Regions from separate parts of the Sus scrofa genome. Here region 2 is linked to region 1. The links are chromatin contacts, called in public HiChIP or PLAC-seq maps. All regions are on one chromosome and are shown on one strand. Each heading gives the region's core, a stretch centred on a gene start, on an enhancer-like site or on the middle of the called end of the contact. The rest is flanking DNA. Distances are from core to core; before and after follow the strand shown.

Region 1 (6,829 bases), core at 3,094-5,593:
AACGATCCGGCGTTGCCGTGAGCTGTGGTGTAGGTCGCAGACGCGGCTCGGATCCCGCGTTGCTGTGGCTCTGGCATAGGCCGGTGGCTACAGCTCCGATTCGACCCCTAGCCTGGGAACCTCCATATGCCTCGGGAGCGGCCCAAGAAATAGCAACAACAACAACAACAAAAAAAAAAGACCAAAAAAAAAAAAAAAAAATGTACACGCCAATCCTCAGCCAGGACAAGTTAAGCTGCTTCTAAGGGCACCTTCCTGTCCTCAGGCTACCGCCTAGGCCCTCGCCCCCCCACCCACGTCAAGCCCACCTGACTTCTGAAGGAGCCCCTCTTTCCCAAACACCTGCCACTGGCCGCCTACTTCGCAGCCGGTGGGGAGAAGCAACCCCCCAACCCGCTCATTCACAACCGTAGGTGGAGGACGAGGCAGGACCTGGGTCTGAGATCCAAAGGAGCTGGAGAGGTGGCCCAGGGGGCTACGAGGGAAGAGAGGGCGAAAGAAGAGGAGCTGGCGGAGGCTGGGGGACACCCATCGAGGAGCCCGAGGGCCTCCAGGTCCGCTCCCTGCACATCCCCCTTCTGCGGGGAAGGCTTTTTCTTTATTCCTAAACCCACAAGGCACAGGCCTTCACAGACCTGGTTCCACGGCAAGTGGGGATTTGGGCAGAGAGGCTACATGAGCAAAGAAGTCACCGCGAGGCCCAGATGTCGCCGGTTCCCAGCTTTTCACGCCCACGGCTGCACAACCAGACAGCAAACACCCGCATCCCTCTCTTCACACCCGCAGCAACAGCCGGCGGCCGCCGCCTCTGGGAGGGCAACGCACAGCCCAGGCCAGCCTTTTCCTCTGGAGAAACTCTTTAAGTCAAGGCTTCGCTCAAGGCTGTCCCTACCTGGGAAAAAGCTCATTCGCAGGCTGGGAAAAAGCTCATTCGCAGGCTGCCCGGGACTGGGGTGTAACACGACCAGATCACCTCTGGGGGGAGTCCGGCTATATGACAACCGGATCAGAAATTCATGAATCCACCTGATGCCTCACCCACGAATTCTCCTTCTAGGAATCTATCGCCCCCAGGGCAGCCACACTCACTGCTGGGGCAACTGCGGAGCCAGCTACTTAAAACCCAAGCTCCTGAGTTGGGGGTCACTTAGGGGAAGGAGGGAGACGCCGTTAACATCACGATGTGCCTGAGGACTTTTTAATGACATGGGGAGATGCTCGCCATGGGTTAAAGGAAGAGAGGCAGGAGGAATGCCTGAAGTGACAGACAGGCGAGGCCAGCCCCAGCTGGTGGGATTATGGATGACTTTTAAATTCCCCTTTTTTTTTATGCTCGTCCATGTTTTCTACAAAGGGAATACCTTCCTTTTATTCTCAATATGAAAAAATTACCGGGGATGAGAGTATGCTAAGAAGAGACTGCAGCACACGTTACACGACACCAGAGAGCTGCAAGCGCAACCCGACGATAGGAGATGCTTCAGCACAAACACCTCCCATCCGCCACAAATAAATTACAAAGCAAAGAGGGGGTTGCCCACGGATTCAAGAAACTTTAAATCTATGTCGGTCAAATTGACCACATGGATCGCATTTGGATCCTGATTTGAACAAATTACTTTAAAGAAAACAGGAAATCTGAACACTGACTGAATACTTAATGCTCTATTGAGAAAACATTCATTGTTTGATGTGATTATTATACTTATTGTGGTTCCGTGCTGCTGTTGTTTTCAACTCCTTATGTTTTAAGGAAGGCTATATACTAGATTATTTATGCATGAAATGAAACAGTGTCTACGACTGCTTCCAAAAATCAAGGTGGGAGGAGGCAGAAATGAAAAGAGGACAGGCCAAAGTGGACCACCGCTGAAGCTGGGTGACAGGTGACAGGTACGGAGAGGTTCAGGCTGGTCTCTCTACTTCTGTGTACGTGTGAAAGTCACAAACCAACAAGCTAAAACAGAAACACGCCCAAAGGAAAAACCATTTGAACAACTGAGCTACTACGGAAAAGGAAAAACGAGGCTACACAAGCCATTTGAGTGGGTAGAGGGGAATCTAAAAATGCAAAGTATTACAAAGACGCCCAATAATAAAATCCATTTTTTTTAAGTCAAAAGGTATTCTTTTAAGTTAAAAATCACTTGGCAAAACATCTCATAGGTGTGTCTCTTTCAGACACTGAATCACTTGGGGGCGGGGGGCACAACATAGGAGACTGGAAGGCAGAAGTGACCTTAAGCTTCGGCTACTTATTCAACGTTGTGACAAGTCATTTTAACTTTCTGAGCCTCTGTTTCCTCATCTGTCAAATGTGGAAACGGGAGTTCTGTTGCCTTACCAAGGGCTGTGGATGCAATGAGACAACACACATGAAAGCACTTTGTAAGCAGCTATAACGGATACAGAAATGCTGGCGAGTTAACCCAGAGGAGAACTGCTCATAAAATCACATGCTTCACTCCTCGCCATTTGTAAAGAAAAATCAGAGAGGTCAGCTCTTTTTGAAAACACCAATTCTCTCCGTAATCATCATGAACTGGCTGCCCCAGTTGATGGATGTAAATTATCCAAATTTAAATGCCTCCCATTCAACGTAAAGGAAACACAAATCATCTGGAGGGAAAATGCCTTCTCTTCCCCTGGAGGAGGCAGGTCTTGTTTGTGTGTCTATGCATGTGTGTTTCCATTGAGAAGGTCAATGCCAACACGACTGTCCCCTGGTCCCCCGCACTTTGCAGCTAAATTACAACAAAGTAAGGCTGGCCGGAGACGGGGCGGGTGCGGGCTCTGAAGCCCCACATACCTGGGTGTGAATTTATCCATTATTTATCAGCTGGGTGTCGTGAGGGTCAGAAATAGCACATTTCTCAGTTATTTCTGTACTCGGTACAGAGCTGGAACGCAAAAGTCAGAGTGCTCGCTGCTTCTGAAGCTGCTAATCCACTGAAAGACTGTAGGTTGCAGACACGAGAAGACCAGACCAAAAATTCAGCTCAGCATCCAGGTCTGCCATGGATCTGTGGCAAGAGCTTCAGGAAATTCAGCAACGGGCGGTTTTTCCAAATGCTCTACCCAACTGGTAGGCGTACAACTGAAGTCCAGAGAGGAGGGAGACAACAGGTCTTGGAAGACTTTTCCCAGACCTGCCCTCGGCAAGCATCGATCAAGGGCAATTTCAATGTAGCCTTCATTATATACCCTCATTAGTCAAATCTCTGAGTGACAAGCAGGTTAAAGGGAGGGACCTCCTCCCTCAAGATCGGTACAGTCTAGTAGAAGGGGCTACATGTAGAACGGAAGCAAGTACATAACGCAGTTAATTAGCCTGTCGGGGGGTTTGATTTCTGTGACCATCCAGTTGGTATTTAATATCCTGTCAGGAAGTTCTTATTCAGCGCTAACCTAAATCTCTCATGCTTCAGCTGAAGCCTATTTCCTGACTGTTCTATGTCATTTGCATTCCATTCTCACTATAAAGCACTTTTGTCTTGAGAACAAGTCTGAGGTAAAAGAGCACGGAGTGGTCTGAATCCTTCCTAAGCCTGGGCTGTCATCTGAAAAATGGGGAAACCGCACCCCCCCCCATAGAGCTGTCGGAAGGATTAAATGAAGTGACACGATGTGTGTGAGGCATTCAGCCCAGTGCCCAGCACGGAGCAGGTGCTTAACTGCAGTAGTGGCAGATTCTGAATTTGTTCAAACTCTGTTACTCAAAATGCAGACGAAGCCTTGGGACAGTGACAGCGTTATCTGCCTTGGCCCCACTTTAGGTACCGGGAGGCAGTGCATTCAGCTGCAATGCCTTGAAAAATATTACTATTATTAAAGCAGCAGCAGCTGTCGGACCAGCAGTGAACGCTTACTCCGATGTGCACTTCGTGGAAATAAGGAGTGTCTCATTTTATATAAGTGCTGGTAATGTGAATAAACATTACAAGGGAAAGGAACGAGGCTACATTTTAAGAAATGATTAATGAAACGTAAAAGAAAATGCCCCACACCTCAAAACAGCAAAGACACTCCAATTTTATTGTGTGTCTAAGTGGTCACGGAAGGAAAACTGCTGGCCCCCGTCAGACCAGACCTTCGGTGGGGGGGGGGGGCGCCAATCAAGCCAGACCACTTCCCCGCAGAGCTGAGCCCGGCTGCCCAGTGGCCCCGGGTATCTGGGGAGGTTATTTCCGGGCACCATGTCATCGCTGTGGGTTTAAACGCAGCGGCGTGTCCCTCCTCTGCCCACACCCTGTGCAGAATGTTGGTCTTCCGCGACCACATCAGGAAAGCTGCAACTAGGCAGCGCAGTGCCCTGACCACAGCCCTTCAAAATGTCCCAAATGACTAGAGCGGAGGAGGTCACGGGGAGGTGAGACTCGCAGAGGGAAGTCCAGCGAAGCTAACACTCCCGGTGCCACAGCCTGACCTTCCCCGCGGGTCCTCCCGACCACCCCTCGAGGGACTGGGGTCTCCACTTCGCTCTCACTCCCGAGGAGGAAGATGCTGCTGGACTAGAAGACCTGGATCCTGGTCCCATCGCCCTGGGGGAGCCGGTGACAGAGGGTGCTTCCCTGCCCTTGAACCCTTCTCTGAGGACCACCTTCATGCCCAGACCTGCTGAAGAGGGACCCCTGACTGATCAGGAGCGCCCCCTCCCCAGCCTTGTCAGCTGACTGCATCCGTGGTGGTCTCCTGACCCAGCTGGGCCAACCCCGTCCTCCCTCCCAGTCAGGCACGGCGGCTCAACTGGGGGGGGGCACCAGAGCCGGGGAGCTGGGAGGGCCAAGGATGCCCATCTCTACCACTGGCTCCAAAGAGAATGACCTCACTTCCTACCGTTCCTGCCCTCACGTGCCATAAAATACCCCACGAGTCTTTACAATAAACCCTCATTTTGCCTGAACGGCTGTATCCTGTTCTGTTGGGGGGAAGCAGGATCTGTGACTTAACAAAAGAGCCTGACACACTTGGGCTTTCTGGGCCTTGGCCTCCTCATCCATAGAACGGAGGAGCTGGATCAACGGTCTCTAGGGCCTTTTTCACTTCTGTCGAGTGTCCTTTGTAACAACCCCCAGCACTGGGGACGCGGCCATCCCTGCCGTAGGCCGTGAGCACAGCGCAAGAAAAATACACGGTATCCAGGTTCTATTGATGAGAGAAAGCGCCTCGAAGAGCTTGTGTTTCTCTCCATCCAAATCACACCCGGCGAGGAGGGTAAGGGAGGGTCCGGCTGGACCTGGCTGCTCTGCTCTCTGCACCCCTGCCATCAAGGACAATCAGCCTCTCTGGGGCTTCAGCTCCCAGGGGCCGAAGGCTGGGATTTTGTTCCCCTAGCTTCTGGGTGGCTAAACTGGGTGCTGTCTTATCAAAGGCACATGTATTCCAGTTCTTTCAGGAAAATTATACCATAGCCTTGGCGCAAAGATTCAGTTCTTATGTAAGTGACCACAAAGAGCATCACGACACAGGGCTGCTCAGGAGGGGCTCTGGGCTGGGAGAACCAGCTGTGAACGCCCGAATTCTGTTAAGACCAAGCAGCGTCGAGGGCCTCGGGTCCGACCCAAGCCCTGCCCCACAATGGACACGCATTCCACCGACACCAAAGAGGTTCTGAGGCACACAGAAATGCAAATTCAAGGATAGATCCTTTTCACGTCAAGGCGCCTGCCTCCAAACCAAAATAGAATTCCTTGTGGTCTCAGTGCTTCAAGCTGTAATCAGTAAAGCAAACAACCCAGCTGCCACGCTCGTCCTGGTCAGGGCCAAGGCATTCATGCTGCCCCCAGCACTTCCCCACAAATGACCAAAACTAAATACCTGCATTTATTATGTACCAAAGAGGCTCTTTACCCCAAGACCCCGGGAAAAATCAGAAGGGGCAGCGCTGTCCCAGCTCCTTGCACCAATGGAAGGGATCTGGCAGACGGGGGTCAGTGGGAGAAGCAGACAAAGAATTGGCAGTGCCACAGGAAGCAGAGCCCATCGGGCTGGCGTAGGTCGAAGGAGCAGCACTGGTCACAGTCCCCTGACTTCAGAGCACACCACCAAGGGCTGAGTATACAGTAAAACTGAGCTGACCCCCCGTTTCAGATCAAGTTGGCTTTGACCATGACCTCCAGAGCTCAAAGAATTCAGTGCTGCCCTAGTCCCCCCTCCAGTCCCATCTGCACCTCCACCATCCAGGTCCCCCAAGGCACGAGCTGGCTGCGTCCCTGCCCTCATCACCCGCCCTTCCAGAAACGAATCTACCAAGTCTCAGCTACACATTGTCCAGTCCAGTAATAATAAACTGTGACAGCAGTGGGAAGAAGAACAATCATTTATAGAGCCCTTCCCATGCCCGGCGCAGCTCCAAGCACTTCAGAGTCCCCGGCTCACTGAGACGTAGTGTCCCCAGGAGGACACTAAGACACAGCAAGGTTCGGTGACTTGCCTGACATACACTGGTCCATAACAGGGCTGCCATTAAGCTCGGCAAGGGAGCTTTGGCCTCCTCGGCCTGAATGTCGCCACTGGTCCACAGGGGTGAGAACTCCGCCCAGCTCCCCATCGAGGAATGCTTCTCACCGCCCCACAGGAGGAAGGCTGACTAATCTGACAGGTCGGACCTTGGCACACAGGGCCGCATTTTACCAGCGATGAAGTCATCTGATGAGTGTCTCACGTGCATGATACACTCAAAACAATGCCATTTACTTCCCAAGTAGGAAACTGAGGCTTAGATGCAAAAGCCATCTCCATTCAATGCATCACTTGCTCATGTTTGGATAATACACGTGGGAATGGCGCCAGGGTCTGCCTCTAGTCCCCAAATGACTAGGTGACATAA
Region 2 (6,673 bases), core at 2,727-5,226, 150 kb before region 1:
TGCTGCAGCTGTGGTGCAGGTTGCAACTGCGGTGTGAGTTTGATCCCTGGTCCAGAAACTTCCACATGCCACGATGGGTGCGGCCGAAAAAAGGAAAAAAAAAAAAAAAAAAAAAAAAAGCCACGCTATGTCTGCCAGCTCTGTGACCTCTTAACTGCTCATAAAACTGGGCAATAAGTCAATACAAGGGCCATCCATATTTAGTGGAAGATGTAGGAAGCTATTAGTTCCAAACGAAATCAGTAGGCCATTTCTTCAGGTTTTAACCTAAAGATACCACAGGCAGGGGTGTGATCTCAAATAAAGAGGCAAAGTATAAATAAAGAGGCTTAATATACTCAGAAATTACAGCCTGAAATATAAGAAATTCCAAAAGAGTAGGTGTGACGTGGAAAAGAAAATTAAAACACGGTCCAGTAAAACATCTCAGCAAGCATTTCTCAAAGTGGATCCCTGGAAAGTTAACGTTTCTCATAGAGCAAGAGGGTTTGTGGTCAGGTAACATAGAAAAGCACTGAACTGGACAGGTCTCTGTCGCTGTAGGGCGTCTCCAGCCCCTGATACCCAAACGTGCACTCTGGCTCTTTAAGGGCGTTTCGAGTGCGTCGCAGTCCAGACCTCTGGCCGGAACTAGGCAAGGGATTCGGGGTTCAAGGACATCTCCGAGGGAAGGCGCCTCACACTCTGCTGCCCCCGCTCCCAGGCGAGCGGGAGCAGGTGCTGTGGGTGCAGCCTGGCCACTGAGCATGGGTGTCCAGGGCGTATACGGCTCAAAGCACCCACCTGGCAGGTACAAGTGGAGCCCGAAACCCAGCCATGCTCCCCTCACTGAGCACGTTCCCCGGTGCTCCAGCCGAGAGGCCTCGCCCAGGATGGCCATGGGCCATCAAGGCAGAGAGGAAAGGGCCAAAGGAGCGAATGTGAGGCTGAGTTTGGCGGAGTTCTCTGAGCCGAGAAAAATACCTGCATCTGCTTTTCACAACGTACGTCCAGATGTGGGCCTAGAGAAGGGGCTCTGGAGGCTTCTGGGACTGAGATCACGCAGACAGAAGGCAGCTAATTATCTCCAAACGATGTTTGCCTTATGCTTACACCCCTGTTTTGCTTGCTGTTCTTCAAATCAATACTTTTTACTTAAATAAGCTAAACGTAAACTTTATGGAACAACTACATGAGGGAAAGCTGTGAGAGGGCCTCCCGTGACTCTCGTTTTTCTCCTCCTCGGCTTGGCAAACCTTGTAGACAGGAGGGGCCTCCCTCTGCCTGGGTCTCTGTATTACTGCTACTGTGTGAGCAGACCCCTCAGTAGACGGGACGGGAGGAGGAAGTAAACCCTTCCTACCTTACGCCGTGGGGAACTGGGGGCTGAGTTATTACTGCAGCGTATCCTCACCTATCCAAACTAATGCAACATGTAAAAAAGCGCTTTTCAAACAGTGCCCGGCATGTAGTAAGCCCACGATAAAACACTTAACATCAGTATTATTTGTAGAGACAAAGAGTTAACCATAGAAATAATGAAAACTTTACCAGCCTGAAGGCTTCAATCAGATCTTTGTTTAAAAGAGGTGCTGATAAGCAAATGTCAGGAACCTCCTCTTCCACACTGGCCGCTGGCTAATGAACCCCCTTCCCCAGCAAGTACGAGTTTCTTTCTCCCTCCCTCCTCTTTCTTCCTCGATCACAGAACCCCAGTTCTCAAATATAAGTCTCTTCTAGCATCAAAATGCTGTTCTGTGAGTCTCTTTCAAGTGGAATACTACTCGGTAGCCACATAACCACAAACACACAACGTTAAATCAAAAGCATTATTCATGGCACATAAAATTCACAGGATGAAAAGAACGCTATTTCAAATGCATTATTAGAACTTCCTTTTTTTTAAAAAAAAAACTTTTAATGTAAATCCTTAAAAGAAGAAAAAAAAAGAAAAACATGCTAAAATTTGCTCTTAGGCTTCCAGGAGTTCTGAATATTGGATGTACTTAAAACAAGGTACATCTGGGAGTTCCCGTCGTGGCGCAGCAGGCAATGGTTAAGAATCCCGACTAGGAACCATGACGCTGTGGGTTTGATCCCTGGCCTGGCTCAGTGGGTTAAGGATCTGGCATAGCCCTGAGCTGTGGTGTAGGTCACAGATGCGGCCTGGATCCCAAGTTGCTGTGGCTGTGGTGTAGGCCGGCGGCAACAGCTCCGATTCGACCCCTAGCCTGGGAACCTCCATATGCCGCAGGTGCGGCCCTAAAAGGACAAAGGAAACAGACAAAAACAAAAAACAAAAACAAACAAGGTGCATCGTACTGATGACTGTAAAATTCAAATCCTATAAAGGGAATTACTATTTAGTTATACAGTGAAATATTATATAACCTGTTAAAGTGATTTTGCAATTTTATTTGTACGGTCAAGGAGAGCTAACAAGCTTTAAAAGAAGTTTGCAAAATGTATGTATAACACAAAGTCTTTTAAAAAAACAAAACTGATTTAATAACAAAACCTGACCTGACCTGACCTGAATTCACTTTGTGGCTAGCCTGGACTTGAAATAAGTGGGACTCTTCATTTATCCTTCATGTAACTATTTACCTGAGAAGTCACTAGGGGGCGTTACATAACATAGGGCAATGCACACCCATTGCCGTTCTGAAATCTGTAAAATGCTGAATTTTGAAAAACATCTAACCCCAAGTGTTTTTTTTTCTTTTTTTTTCCTTGTCTTTTGTCTTTTTCAACCCAGGCTAGGGGTTGAAATAGAGCTATAGCTGCCGGCCTACACCACAGTAACACAGGATCCGAGCGGCGTCTGTGACCTACACCATAACTCTGTGACCTATACCATAGCGTATGGCAACACCAGATCCTTAACCCACTGAGCAAGGTCAGGGATAGAACCCACGTCCTCATGGATACCAATCCATGGGCTCGTTACTGCTGAGCCATGACGGGAACTCCTAACCCCAAGGGTTTTGAAGAAGAGACCATGGACTTGGATGACACGTGCACACATAATATGTGTATTTGTGTATAAATGATCAGCATCTGTGCCTAAATCTATGACACTGTTTCAGAGGAAAAACTGTACTATTAGTATTATCCTAAGTTTGCATTATGTAATGACTTTTAGTTTCTGACTTAAAATTTCCTTTTTCTTAAATTTGTATGAACACACACAACTTTCAGAATAGAAAGGAAAAAGAAAACCTCTTCCTTCTTACCCACCCTCCCAACCACGCGGACAGCTCTCATGTCACGAAACATCCCATAATACTAATGGGCAGCACAGCATTTCGGGACATGAGATCCCTGGCCTGAAACCTGCCAATTATGGATTACCATTTTGCAAGATGATGGGCGTTTTAAAATGTATGATAGAATCCAGAACACCCAGGGCCTACCAATTTACTACGGAGGGTATGCATGCTTTCAGCACTTTTCCGTGTTTCAAAGAACAACCTGAGCAATAATCTGTCTGCTGCAAATGGAGACCCAAACAGCACATTTCTAACTAGTCTCATGTGAAGGGAAAAGAAAAGAAATGAACCATTAAAAAAAAATCCTTAACCCCAACCACAATACCCTGCAGTCAGAGGTTGCAAACAGGAAATGCTGCGCAGCTGGAGAAATCTTTGCTTTGCTTCAGCAGCTCTGAAGCAATAACTGCCTTCTAACGCTTAACGGCGGTTCAGGCTCTGAAGCAAGCGAGAACTGTCCAAAGGCTCGTGGAAAAGCAGGCATCGGGCCGCGGAGTCCGGGCGGGACGAACACCCTCCTGGGCACCTCCCACTATTCCCAAAGAGCTTTTTCGCGTTTCTAAACCTGCTGCCACATTGGGGCTCTTGGGGTCTGGTTTAAATGGTTTTCCTCTGCCCATTGAGAATCTATTTCAATCCACCAATTACTCCTCTCCCATCCCGTTTGTGTGGTTCGGTAATAAAACGGATGCGATGCTCTGTTGACTCCTTAGCTTCTCCGCCAGGATCACAGGATGACGGCTTGACGCTGGGTACAGAGCAGACCCAGTGCTGTTTCGCAAGTATACTGCTTTCGTTGCAAGAGCGGACCAAAAAAGAAAGGACTAAAAATAATCTTGGTTCTGTGCATTTAGGCAAATGAAAAATAAAAAACACTGAGAAACAGCCAAAGTTCAAGATCACTGTTTCCTTCCTCCTTTTTTTTCCTTACAAGGAAGACCCTCACCATTAATGTATTAACTAAAGGGCGTCTGAAGCAGAAGGACCTGAATACATAAAGGCCTGGAAGCAAGACACAGCCTTTGCTCTGTCCGCAACCGACGCTGATCAGGAAGGCCTCTTTTATATAAGGGTGATTTCAGAGAGACTGGTAAGTCACCCAAAGAAATACCTCTCTCTCTCTTTTTTTTTTTTTTTGGGTCTTTTTGCCTTTTCTAGGGCCGCTCCCACGGCACATGGAGGTTCCCAGGCTAGGGGTGGAATCAGAGCTGTAGCCACCAGCCTACGCCAGAACCACAGCAACGTGGGATCCGAGCCACATCTGTGACCTACACCACAGCTCACGACAACGCCGGATCCTTAACCCACTGAGCGAGGCCAGGGATCGAACCCGCAACCTCTTGGTTCCTAGTCGGATTCGTTAACCACTGAACCATGACGGGAACTCCGAGAAATATTTCTTATAATTAAAAAAAGGCTACTATCTACTACGCAGACTATGAACCAAACCTATGAAAGATACTTGACATAAAACCCCAAGCCCTTAAAACCTCGCCATAAACATATTAAAAACATCAACAAAATAGGTCACGTCGGCTCCTTCTTGCCTCTCACCACTAAGAGGCAGTACTCTGCAGACAGAGTCAAACGGGACCAACGGATCCACTTCCAGGAGGAAACGGCTAAATGGCTTCACCTTCGGGAAGGGGGACCCCATAAAGGTCTTCAACTGGAGGGAAAAATTCGAAAGACTGGTTTAGAAAACCTCTAACAGTTAAAAGGAAGTAGAAAGTGGTCTAAAGGACTAGCAGAGAGGTGAGGAGTGAAGAGTCCGGCTTTTGCTCTGTACTTTTGTTTTACTCTCCCGTCTGTCGTGTGACTTTCTCCAACTTTCCCTCCCTCACGAGACTCTGATAACTTACATTCTTATTAACCTTATTATTTTGAAAAAAATTATAGATTCACACCCAAAAGTGGCAAAATAGTACAGAGAGGTTCTCTGTAGGTAGTCAACCCACTTCTCTGAATAGGCTACATGGGCTATAAACCACGTTATCAAAACCCAGAAATCAACCCTGGCATGAGACAAATAATAAACTACAGACCTTATCTGAATTTCACCAGCTTTTATGTGCGCATATTTTCTGGTATATTTGTGTATATTTCTAGGACATTTTACCACATGTATAGATACAGCACAACTGCCCCCCAGTCAAGACACAGAACTGTCCTAGGAACTCACTTGGGTTACGCCTCTACGGTCACACCCCTGCCCTCTCCTCCAACCTGGTAACCACTGGTCTGTTCTCTAGCTCTGTAATTTTGGATGCTCTAGATTCACATCAGAAAAATACATAAATGGCAAAGTCATCTTGTTAAAATATGACTGTTTTGCGGAACTTCTTGCTTTCGCTTTAAGACATCAGCAGCCCACAGTGGGAGGACACGAAAGAAAGAGACAAAAGACTCTCCTGTACGTACTTGGGTTGTCCTGCTGGACAGGCAAGTTCTCCGCTCCTACTCCTGTCCCAGCACCTGGCTTGCCAGGGGCTGACGGGCAAGCAGATGGCCCAGCACTGGGACGAGCGCTAACCTGCCAGGGGTGAGGGGTCCTTCAGAAGGGCTCTCTGGAAAGTCACATGCTCTCCAACTTCTGAGTCTATAACTTGTCCCCAGCCGGGAAAGTGCACATGCTCTAAGGCCAACAGTAAGTGAAAGCCACCTCAGTGCAAAGTTGCTTAGGACATGAGATTTCCTCTATCTGGGGGGAAAAGCGCAGAAAAAGAGGACCAGAAAGACAAACCCTGGGAGGTCCCATTGTGGCACAGCAGAAACGGAATCCAACTAGTATTCACAGGGATACAGGTTCAATCCTTGGCCTGGCTCAGTGGGTAGGGGATCTGGCGTTGCCGTGAGCTGTGGTGCAGGCCGGCAGCTGTAGCTCCAACTGGACCCATAGCCTGGGAACTTAACTAAACTGCAGGTGTGGCCCTGAAAATCCAAAAAAAAAAAAAAAAAAAAAAAAAAAAAAAGACAAACCCAAAACAGCAATGCTGGTCATCTCAGGGTAAGAAGGATGCAAAAGAGAACCTGGAATTTGCTCTTTGTATTCTGAAATTTCCCCACTAGGAGTGTTCTTTCTTACAATCGGAGAAGAAAGAAAGTCCCTGCAGCGGCTGTTGATGGCGCAGGAGTATTCTCATTGACGCAATCTACTGATACGGTAGTGATCCACTGTGTGTGACTCAAAGACCTGGCAATTTCCACAATTTCTCCCCTTGGGGGTAGACTCTGATCCTCACGCAAGAGACAGGGGAGGAAGGGAGGCACGCCCCGCCCCACCCCTTCCAGAGAGGACACTCATGCTGGTGAGTTAGGCGACCACGTTAATCCACTTAGCAGGGCTGGACTCACAGCAAAGCCTTTGGTTTCTGATGCCAGCGGTTCTCAAGGGCTCAAGGTCAAAAGCATTTTCACAGCAA

Evidence for each region. HiChIP or PLAC-seq counts read pairs in DNA pulled down with a chosen protein or histone mark.
Region 2: a contact with region 1 is called in an H3K27ac HiChIP or PLAC-seq map of alveolar macrophages. The contact joins two enhancer-like sites. A contact is called at or near these places in 5 of 47 Hi-C or Micro-C datasets (embryonic fibroblasts, heart right ventricle, liver and 1 more) and 2 of 2 datasets of contacts at active chromatin or transcription factors (alveolar macrophages and skeletal muscle).

Annotation. Positions count from the first base shown.
Region 1 is chr4:10,190,220-10,197,048 of Sscrofa11.1, reverse strand. The region is part of intron 3 of ASAP1 (arf-GAP with SH3 domain, ANK repeat and PH domain-containing protein 1); the gene reads right to left. Among named protein-coding and RNA genes, the nearest start is that of ASAP1, 90 kb to the right of the region's middle. Within about 2 kb of position 4,343, at least 15 of the 83 cell types and tissues checked have an H3K27ac peak or open chromatin away from gene starts, as enhancers often do. A contact at or near this core is called in alveolar macrophages and retroperitoneal adipose tissue, where this site is marked.
Region 2 is chr4:10,338,269-10,344,941 of Sscrofa11.1, reverse strand. All of the region lies in intron 5 of ASAP1 (arf-GAP with SH3 domain, ANK repeat and PH domain-containing protein 1), which reads right to left. Among named protein-coding and RNA genes, the nearest start is that of FAM49B, 130 kb to the left of the region's middle. Within about 2 kb of position 3,976, at least 28 of the 83 cell types and tissues checked have an H3K27ac peak or open chromatin away from gene starts, as enhancers often do. A contact at or near this core is called in alveolar macrophages and retroperitoneal adipose tissue, where this site is marked.